Linked DNA regions of Arachis hypogaea: region 1 is linked to region 2. The links are chromatin contacts, called in public Hi-C maps. All regions are on one chromosome and are shown on one strand. Each heading gives the region's core, a stretch centred on a gene start, on an enhancer-like site or on the middle of the called end of the contact. The rest is flanking DNA. Distances are from core to core; before and after follow the strand shown.

Evidence for each region. A called contact is a pair of places that touch in the nucleus more often than the background predicts.
Region 1: a contact with region 2 is called in a Hi-C map of leaf, with 2.7 times the contacts expected there. The contact joins the enhancer-like site here to the promoter of LOC112783060 in region 2. A contact is called at or near these places in 2 of 8 Hi-C or Micro-C datasets (both in leaf).

Annotation. Positions count from the first base shown.
Region 1 is chr20:129,064,195-129,069,369 of arahy.Tifrunner.gnm2.J5K5, forward strand. The region is part of intron 1 of LOC112785279 (agamous-like MADS-box protein AP1); the gene reads right to left. Among protein-coding and RNA genes, the nearest start is that of LOC112786354, 9.7 kb to the left of the region's middle. Within about 2 kb of position 2,812, at least 3 of the 3 cell types and tissues checked have open chromatin away from gene starts, as enhancers often do.
Region 2 is chr20:128,983,820-128,989,684 of arahy.Tifrunner.gnm2.J5K5, forward strand. LOC112783060 reads left to right here and starts at 2,396. Exons shown (of 9, transcript XM_025825805.3): 1 at 2,396-2,738; 2 at 4,040-4,140; 3 at 4,839-4,984; 4 at 5,072-5,236. The region is part of intron 1 of LOC112785279 (agamous-like MADS-box protein AP1); the gene reads right to left.

The DNA.
Region 1 (5,175 bases), core at 1,562-4,061, 81 kb after region 2:
AACCAGGTTTGAGACCATCTTGACCCTGGCAAAGCTTACTGGAAGGCAGGAAAGTCTTGGAATAAGGTAACAAATGAAAAGTTACAACACAAGGTATAGTAAAAATCAAAGAAGACCCATGGTTTGGTAACTTACCTCCATTCCGATTACAGGAAGGCAACTGTAGTGATGAAAACTTGATTTGGCTAAGAAAACTATTCAATGAGATGGGGAGTTGGAATACACAGCTCATTCACAGTGTGTTCAAACCCAACATAGCACAACAAATATGCCAAATGGACATTGAAAAAGGTAAAGATTCAGTCACTTGGATAAAGTATGATTTAGGTAATTACAATGTTAGAATGGGGTATGAAGTAGCTTACAATTTTTTTCATAAGCCAATTAAAGCTCTTCTCGCCAAATTCAAAAGAAGACAACTATGAAGGAGTATCTGGGAGGTTCGATGTCAACTAAGAATCAAGGCCTTTCTATGGAAACTTGCTCATGAAGGGTTAGCGGTGAAGACAAATCTTCATGAGAGGATAGCTCAGATCCTCAATTTGTGCCCGCGCTGTTCTTCATTGCCGAAAATGCACCTGCATACTTTGATCTTTTGTCTGAAAGTTGAACAAGTTTGGAATTAATCACCAGTAGCTAGTGTGAGTCCTAGAGATCCGAATATGCAACTATAGGAGTGGTGGTGTCAATTGATGGAAGACGTGAGAACAAGAGGAGATTCAAAAGAAAAATTAAGTCAAGTGAGCTACTTTCTATATGGCAAATTCGGTTGTCCAAGAACTCTCTCATCTTTGAGAATTGCAGAATTGAGGCTGAAAAAATTCTGTCCCAAGCTCTGAAATTTACGAAAAAATATGGAAGACTTGAGAGTCATAGCCACCGAAATTGAAGATGGAAAAATATCATGACCTATTGTTCTAAATCCTTAATGTTTTAGCTTGGTATTATTTTTCTAAGAATCCCTCTAATTTATGTTTATTGTATTTGTTTATCCCTGATTTTGTGAGAATTGTAATTGTAGCATTTTAATTGCAACAAAAGTATTAACTTTTGAGAAAAAAAAGTTAGAAATCATGATACCAAAGACAAACACGGGCAACAATTTTGAAAAGAAAATTCTAGTGAATATTTATATATATATTTGTGATCTAGTATAATTTAAAAAACAAATTTTATTACATTTTATAATATTTAAAAGGTCTAAAGTGAAGAAAAAAATCACCAACTGATACTATATGGTATTTGTGAAGCATGCAACAGAAAAAAACTAGGATATATTGAACACGTTATCCCATTATAACAAAAAAATATTTTTAGTGTTAAATTTTTAGTGACAATAATATAATAGTTATTATATATATGTCTTATTTAATTTATATTTTTATAATAATTAAATATTTATTATTATTATATATTATAATGATAATTATATACTTTTTGTGACTATTAAAAATATTTTTATCGATAATTGTATAATTATCGCTAAAATCTTTTAATAACAAAGCATGATGAGACGACTAAAAATAAAATAAAAGATCACTAAAAATAATTTGTTAGTACTATCTCTAAATTTTACTACTAAAACTTTAATTCAAAAAAATGGAATAACCAAGTTGAAAGTTTTGCTTCAAAGAAGTTATACCACTCTGCTAATGTTTGAGTTCCTGTTATAAATACATTGTATATTTCTAGAAAGGTTCGAAGTTATAAATTTGTTGAACAAATTTCAATGGAAAATCGTTATATTATCACGTGAATTTATTTATTTCTACAGTTGATACTCAAATGCAAGAGTTTAATAATAGATTCAATGACAATATAATAAATTGCTTATTTTAGGGTCAATTTTAGATCCCAGAAATTAAATAACTATAAGTTCTTCCATAAGAATATGAATAAAATATATAAATGGGTATAACGATTTTATACTTATGACATCAGTGAGTAGAAAAAATTGCACATTAATGTTATTTATAAGCTCAACATTAAAAATTTGATGCTCCTGAATGATATGCTGATGAATTAAGAAATTCTTCCACAATTTCTGAGACATGCCAATGATTAATGAAAACATTAGGAACTTAGTTCTCCTAATATGCTGAATGGAGAAGTTTGTTCACAATTTTAAAAAATGTTTAATTATTCGATTGCTCTCTATAATTTTATCAAATTTTTAATTAAGTTTCTATATATATTTTTTTATTTAGGTTTTTATATTGTTTTAATTTTATAATTAGGTTCTTTTTATTTAAAAAAATATTAAAATTAACAAAATATTTTTTCTTAAAATACATATGGTCAAAAATCAAATTAGATTTTTAATTATGAATACTTTCAATTTACAAAAAATATTCAGTTAACTCTAACATTTATTTTACTAATTAATACACATTTTAAAATGTTGATAAATAAAATAAATCATATTAACATAGTTTAGAACAGTCCTTAATTAAAGTCAGTCCAACCACCTCATATGGACCTATACTAACATCAATTTTTGTGGTTTAATTAGTTTAGCTCTTTATTATTTGGACTTATATCTTGGAGATTTAATTTTGTAGTTGTTCATTCTCCATTATTAATTAGTTAGTTGTGCCAGTGAAACTTTAATTAATTTGTTAGGAACAAGTAATAAAGAAACAAGCAAATTAAGTGTAACTAATTATTACTATTTGGTTACGAAAAATTCTTCAACCCTACCACATAAATAATATAATTTCATAAGTTGGACTTTGATAACATTGTGTAACATTCCAACTCCTATACACCACTAAATAAACATTGGGCCTCTAAGATATACCATTAAAGAAGTTGAGATATGTATGTCCATTATCAAATAATAATGGATTAGACTTTTGTTCCACTCTTTAACAGCATGAGAATATTAACCAAAACGTGTATCAGACATTGGAAAAAAACAAAAACAACTCTCTCCCCTTCCAAAAACCAAAAATCTCATTCATGGTTATGAATTGTGATGAGTTGGTTCAACCCAATTAACCGAAAATTGGTTAATAAACCGATTCGATTTAAGATAAAAAATACTTGGTAATGAACTTATTAAAAACCAATTAATCGGTCGACTTGGTTTTTCTTTTAGTGATTAAAATAATAAATCACAAAAAAATTATTTTTAAAAAAAAATAATATATTTTATAGATAAATATATTATTTTATTATATCTGATTCAATCTCGATTAAATTTTAGTTGAACTTTTGAACTATTAAACCTCTAATTCTATTGGTTCGATAACCGATTTGCTTTTAGAACCTTAATCACATTACATGCAATTATTATATTACCTAAATTCTTATATAAACATAAAATTTTTGCTAACAAATATTTTGTATATAATTTTTATTGAAAAGCTAATATTTAAATTTATTTTATGCATTATTAAAATTTTTTAAAATTTTACTATAAGTAAACTTGACAAATATCCTTAGGGTTAGTTGTCAGCAAAATATTTGGGCTTATATAACTTGTTAAAAATCAATGCAAATCTTTTTTTTTAAAAAAAGGGTTTTGTTAAGGGTACTTACTAATTACTAAAAGAAAAATAACTGTTTTTTGTTTCAAAAAATGCATTGAAAAATATTTTCACAAATACTTCATCTTAGTTTAACAAAGCACTTCAAAAGTATAGAATATAATTTAAATGTATATCTCAGGTTTCCTTCTCATGAATATCCCTTTTGTGTTTGAGAATTGATGAATTCTCCAATTTATTTTTTTATTTTTTGGCTCTTTCCATTCAATTCAGTGAAGAATTTACCTTCATTTCCATATAGCTTGAGCTTCTTTCATCAATATGGTTAGGGGTTAGTCTGCCTTGTCTTGTTCCATCCTGCTAAAAGTATGTCATTTATCTGTTCTGCCTAATGAGGCGGTCTTGAATTTTTTTTCTATCCTATTAAATATTAAACAATATATTAAATATTAAATATTAAACAATATATATTATTTCACAACTATTTTAATAAATTATAAATTTCTAAAGACATAAAAAATTATAATTTTTAAGTTCACAAACATTAAAGTCTTTATAATTTTAAATATGTAATAAATATAATTATCAAGTAAGTTTTATGCCAACATTGTAAAAAATAAAATATTAAAACAAATATTGTCCAAAACTAAAACAAATAATTAAATATTTTTAAGTCTCCAAGTCTAATCAATCAAATATAGAATATAATCCAAATTATAACATAGAAACATCTTCAATTACAAAAAAAAAATACGGCCCCACTGGGGAATCCTGTCCAACCCTGCCGAAACCCGCCAAAACCCGCGGATTAGGCGGTGTGGGTTAGGCAGATTTTTTAATGATGCCGGTTTCAAATTTTCAGCCCAACCTGCCTTTTTTGGCGAGTTACTCGGGTTGGACCGGCTGGTTTCGGCCCTTTGCTACCCCTAAATATGGCTTCACTAATTTTTTGTTTTCTTTTGGTCATGCCTTCATTAATTTTAGATACCTACAGAAGGCCGCCAAAAACGTTGGTCATTAATTAACAAGATAATTTTGGCCTATAAAACCAAAAACTTTTTATGGACTTACAATAACCCATAATATTAGCCCACGAAAAAAATAATATACCCATAATGTTCTCTACCAAAAATCGTCATTCCTATGCTAAATAAATATCAAATATGTTTAATAGTATGTCCAACATCTTATAAAGAACAATTGAGTTTATTACCAAATATAAAAAGAACAATTGAGTTCTTAATTTAGTAGCGCGTTAGATGCATTTTATACTTTATTTATGGAGAATTACTGCATGACCAATAAAAAATTTATTATTTTTTGTTAATATTTGATTAATTTTAAATATTAAAAATTAAATTCTAAACCAAAATTTGAATATTAACAAAATAAAGTATTAATTCAAAGCATTGACTAATAGTAACAAAAAGTGTTGACAATCTGACATTTTTCTTATTTACTATATAATACTTTTTTTTCCCTCTGTTTTCCTTTTTTCTACAACTTGGTGAGAAATGTTTTTCCTTTTCCCCAATAATCTTTGAATGTGCATACCTTCAAAAGTTCTTATAGAACTCCGCTATAAATCTCCCATAGGTGAAGAATACTCTTGTTCCCAAAGAATAAAGAAAATTCTTGAAATCACACAACTCCATTGATTCATTCATGTGATGAGGGCATTTAC
Region 2 (5,865 bases), core at 1,146-3,645:
AGCAGGATTAATTAAGTTATGCAGTGTTATCTGTATGCTAATTCTCTAAATAATAACTAACTCTAGCACATATGTTGAAATTGACATGGTTAATATTCTTGTATCTTAACATATTACAAAATTATTCAAGCCAAAATTGATGTTAATAAGGGATGAAACTTTCATGGAAAGAACCATCATGTCAATTTTATACCATGTCCTTCCAAGGAATATAAAAGTCAGATACTGCAACAGCCAGATAGAACATTGCACGTGGGCCAATATCCTTCATTGGCTTTGAAATTATTTGCAATATCTACAAAATAAAAAACATATTTATCAATGATCAATTTGTGCCAAGATATATAATTATTAAGCACTTATAGTTAAACTACAAAATAACAAGTGACTCTAGCAATCTGAAGAACCCATGGAAATGAAAAATAAACAAATAAACAAATTATTGCTGGCAAACACCAAGACAGGAAGAAACTATATACACCACATAACAGATTGCGCTGAATTTTTACATGAAATTAATGCAAAGAAATTACAGTGGAGTGAAGCTAACCTGAAGATACTCAAATATAGTGCTGAAAGGAAGCTTTAACAGGAGACTACTATCCACACTGCCTGCAATAGTATGATATCGTAGTAAGGCTATACTTATTAACAAAGACAAAATGGAATTAGATGGAAAAAAAGACAATGAAATGAAAAAATCGCATCTTAGATACAGATCATACAACATGATGATCCACAATAGCGGTCTTCACTGCTTTAGAATAAGCCTCATGGACTGAACTATATAACAGCATTCAGCAAAATGTAGAAAACCCATATGTTTGAATAAAACAGTAAAATAAGAAGAAATGAAGTGGGCATGCAAAATAACACCATTACAAAATATCCAATTAAGTATCATTTTGAATGGTCTTCATCTAAAGACAAGATTAAAAAGCAAAGAAAAATGCATTATATGATGGAATTTTGTCAGCCTTTAGTAAATCAAGATAAAAAATAAGAATCTTCTACAGGAGAAGAAGGAAAAAAAATCTTACAAGGCACTTAACATCATTGTTTCATACAACTAACGACCTACATGATCAAGTCTTTTATTTCAATTTATCACAATTTTTAGTGCAAATTCTAATGTGAAGATCACTTATATAACTTTTACAAGCAACAAGTTTTAGAAACCAACAAGCTTAGCATCTTTCAGCTTATATAACTTTTACTACAAAACTTCAATTAGGCTAAAGTTTGGTTTGGAGACTCCTAACTTATCAAGCAACAAGTGTGTCTTGGTTGCAACCTAATTGCTATTCAATGCTAAGAGTTACAAGCATTGGAAGCTGATGCATAACTTGCTAAAAACTGATTCTTTCCTGCCTTAATCATTAACTTTCAAAAATTCACAACTCCTAATCCTTAACTCCTAAAATTCTGAAGTTTTAGAGAAATTAACCAAGTCAATCAAATTTTAAAATAAAATTGGTTTCGCTCCAGAACTCAGCTCATAGGAATCGCAGCAAGACAAACAAATTGCTGCCTTGTTTGAGCTCTTCTGCTGCAGGACAGATTTAATGACTTAACTTTAAAAATTTTCCATAAATTTTCTATTTAACGAAAAGTCCTCAAATTTTCCAGTCCAGCTCCACATATTCTCAAGTTTAATCCATACTTGGTCCCACACAATTCCAATAATCACAGAATTAGTTATATTTTTTCAAAGTTTCTGACTTCATTTAAAAGTAATGCAGAAAATCAGATTTTGCAATTTAACCTTGAAAAATCATAACCAATTATCTAGTTAATTAAAACTTCTCAAAATTGAATCCCAACAACAACTTTAATCATAGTTGCCTTTACTCTCATATCATTTCGATTATTGTTGAATAAATAATTTACTTCCAAAGTTGTCTTTTAATTTCAAAAATCAGATTTTCAGCAATTGGTTCAACGTTTCAAGATTCAGTCTTCCAATTATTCCTTAAACCCAGTTTCAATTAATCACCAACTAAGTCCGTTACAGTAAACCAGCTCAACAGCAACAATTTCAATTTGATCCATCAAAATACATAAATCACAATAATCCCTCATCAAACAATTCATAATTCAATTTCACAAAATTAACGAATTCAATCAAAGTCCCAATCAAAATCTCAATCATTCCAATCATAATTTTAGCCACAATTCAACATTCATATAATTAATCAATTACTCACAGCTATTAAACCTATTTGCAGTTATTCAATAAATCTTGTATGAATTCTTAAATTAAAATCGTTTAAGTTAAACCCCCTACCTCGATGAAGCAATCGCATAATTTAACGCAAACACTACAAGATTAATATTTATTTGAGGGAGTATTTTAGTGAAGGTTTTTAAAAATCTCCACAATGTATTTTATTGATGGCAATTTAAAAAACCTCCACCTATAATTCATTAAAATTCATAATTTTAAAACAAAAGCTCATTTTCTCTTTCTCCAAAATGAGAAGCGTTGAGTTAGCTGAGAGAGTGGCTATGAAACCCTAGGTTTTTCACCTCCATTTTCGCCGCCATTCCGGCTGCCGTTTCCGCCGCTGCCGCCGCCGACGCCGACGTCATTACCACTGCCGTATCCGTTGCAGCAGAGACTTCCCTTTGAACTGCTGCTGGTACTGCTTTTTCTTCTTCTGACGCCGTTACCACTTCCGAGCTTCTTCTTCAACGCCGCTTTCTGTCACTCCAATTTCTCCTTTGAACTGCTGCTGGTACTTCTTTTTCTTCTTCTTCCCTATTAATTTGTTGATATTTCTTCTTTGTTAACAATAAATTGCATTGTTGATTTTGTTTCTTATTTTTCTTTATACCGTTGAATTGGTTCATTTGGTTAATGGTTTCTTAATCAAACTTTAAGGAATCGTTAATTTATTTATATTAATATATAATTTTTTTGCATTGTGTGGTACTTTGTCTTCGATTAATATATTTTATGTTCGGTGCAATTTTTTTGTTTTCCCGGTTAAATTTCTTTTAATTTTGTTGCTGAAAATATAACTTATTTTTATGTCTTTTCATTTTTTAATTTTTCTCTTTCGTTCTTTATTCACAAATTGTATTCAGTTGAACGAAATCCATTGCAAGACTAGAACTTAGGTTGATAAGTTAAAGTTAGGTGAGGGCACGTGGTGGTAGGTCCTTTGGGCTCAATTATCTGCTATTGCTTTACATAATTACATGGAGTCCTTCACGGACCGTGATAATTGTGTGGAATGACTCATCCTAACTTCATATGTGAGTGTGAAGTGTGAACCTCTGTTTTTTCCTTCCAATTATTTGAATTTAATTTCTTAATTAGCTGTTTTGCAAATGGATAATTCTAGATTATTTCTTCTCTTAATTGATCATCTTATAGATTGAGTATTGGATATATAATATAATAAGCAGCATTTAAAAACTAAGCTCTTTTATTGATATAACATCAAATGATCCAATAGGTGGCTTTTGAATTAGCTCTGTGGCTTCTTTAGAAGAGAAGGAAAGAAAAAAAAGTAAAAGTTAAAAACTAAAAATTGCTCTCTTTTTTTTGGTGATTTCTAAAAGCTTATTAGCAAGATTAAGATGCCTTGCCCTTTTGTCTCAATCAGATAATTCCTCCTTACTAGTTAGTTTCTGCCAATCAATCTAACTCTTACAACAGAAAAAAAGCAGGGAAAAAAATAAAAATAAATAAATAAGTAAATAAATAAATCTGATCTTTTGTGCTACTTCATCTTTTGTGCTGACAAATATCTCAGTTCCAGTATCCACAGAAGTCCATATTCTTTTGGCAGGAGCTGTTCCAGGATCCTATACCAACATAAATTAAAACATGCCCATTATTCATTTTTCTATGATGTAACAAAACACAAACTCAAATAACATTTCTGAATAAGAGTCTCTTATAGTTTTCTTTTCGTGTTCAAGATAGATTGTTCTGTATCTCTTCAAAGCTGAAGCCTGTGAGTTATTTAGTCGTTGTACCTTTGTTTCTGATTTTCTTGTCTCAGTTTTGAATCTTTGCTGTGAATAGGGCCTATTGAGATGAACTTTGGTGTGTAAGCTTCCTCGTTCAACTTGAACATGTTACAACTTTAGTCGCTGTACCTCTGTTCTGTTGCAACTTTTTTACTGGTATTCCCTTTTATTCTGTATTTTTTTAAGTCAAGACATTAATTACTATTATGTTAGGAGTGATAATTAGTTACTTTGTTTTGGTTGGTTGATCTGCATTTTGTATTTTTATTTTCTGTTCTTATTTTTTAAGTTTGACTTATAGAATATGTTTAAAATCAATGAGTATTTTTTACTATGTATGTGACTTAGGCTTTTTTACTATGTATGTTTAAAATCAATGATCTTAGGCTTTTTTGACACAGGCGTTTCTCTTATTACTGCTGTAAACACTGCCCTTTTCCCATCTACTAGTTTGATTATTTGCTATGAACATGATTCTCTATCTTTCTTTCTAATTGTGAATTATAATTACTTGATTAATTAACTATTTCCTTTGCTACCTGCTCTTATCAGCTGTCTCTTAACTAGAGTTTTGAGTTACTTCTATTTACTTATGCGAAGCAGTGATATTGGCTACCATCTATGTACTCGGATTTATTGACAAAAGATAAAATCAGCTGAGAGATTTCATAGTCTCTTTTTTATAAATCATACACCAACCTGGACTTCTGTGTATAACAAGAATAGTTTACTAGTAGGGCTATTCTGTGTAAATATTTTCGTATTTGTACTTTATCATCCACCACAATGCCATGCTGCAGCTTGAATTATTACATATCTTTGCCAACTTAGAATTTTGCTTCAATGTGTGATAGGCAAGGTTTACATAAAGTTGGGTGTGGAGATTTCTGCTGATGTTGAACTTGTAGAACCATTACAAAAATCCTGTATATGGCGACAAGCTAGAGGTTCAGCTACTGAAATTTCTGGAATTGATGATGGTCTAGGATCCATAGACAAGGTTTTTTCTTTGCCAATTGTAGCATTCTTTGGTGAAGTAGTCTAGTTCTGCAGTTGCCAAAATTTATGTGTTGAACTCTTGGTGCAGGCTAGTGTTGCACAACAGTGGTACGATGAACTGGATGATCTTGCCGCTCCTAAACCCGAAACAGAAATGGTTGTTGAAGATGATAATCTGAATAACAATTTGGTTGTTGACGATAAGAAAATTTGCATCAACTGTTGTGTTTGCAATAGCCTTGGAACAAGTGAGGTATGCATATTTGTTTTTGACCATGGCTTTTTCTCATGTCATTTACTGATTAGAATAGTATACAAGAGATGGTAACATAATTGATGTGCCTTATTCTGTTATTAGTCCAAGTTGTTCTCTTCTGTGGCTGTCTTGAATTAATTTTCTCATTAATCTTGTAAGTTGAGGTATAACTTTCTTCATTATATACATCATTAGGTATATTTCTCAGTCCAACCACTTCACTATTCTTTATAGACTTCCTTTCTGGTGCTTATTTATTCGTTAAATCATGCTTAAGTATGAAATATTTTCCATCTTTACTCTAGATGCATTTAACTTGATATATCTATCATTTTTGTTTCTCTTCTTGATAAGCTCACCTATGTTTGTGCTAGTTTTAGTACATTAGTAACTTGAAGTAGATTGCTAAGATTTATTTTGAATTGGGTCAGAAGTTTTACCACAATTTCTCTTAGGTTTAGTCCCTATTATAGTTATATCTATAAAGTATTGGTTATTTACCTTTGCAAAGCGATAATGTGTAGTCTGTTTCAATTATAAAATGAGTGTTTGTGCATTATGAGAGTCTATATTAATCCTATATCCTCTTCGCACTATTGCTCCTTTCCATATCCATATGCTAATTT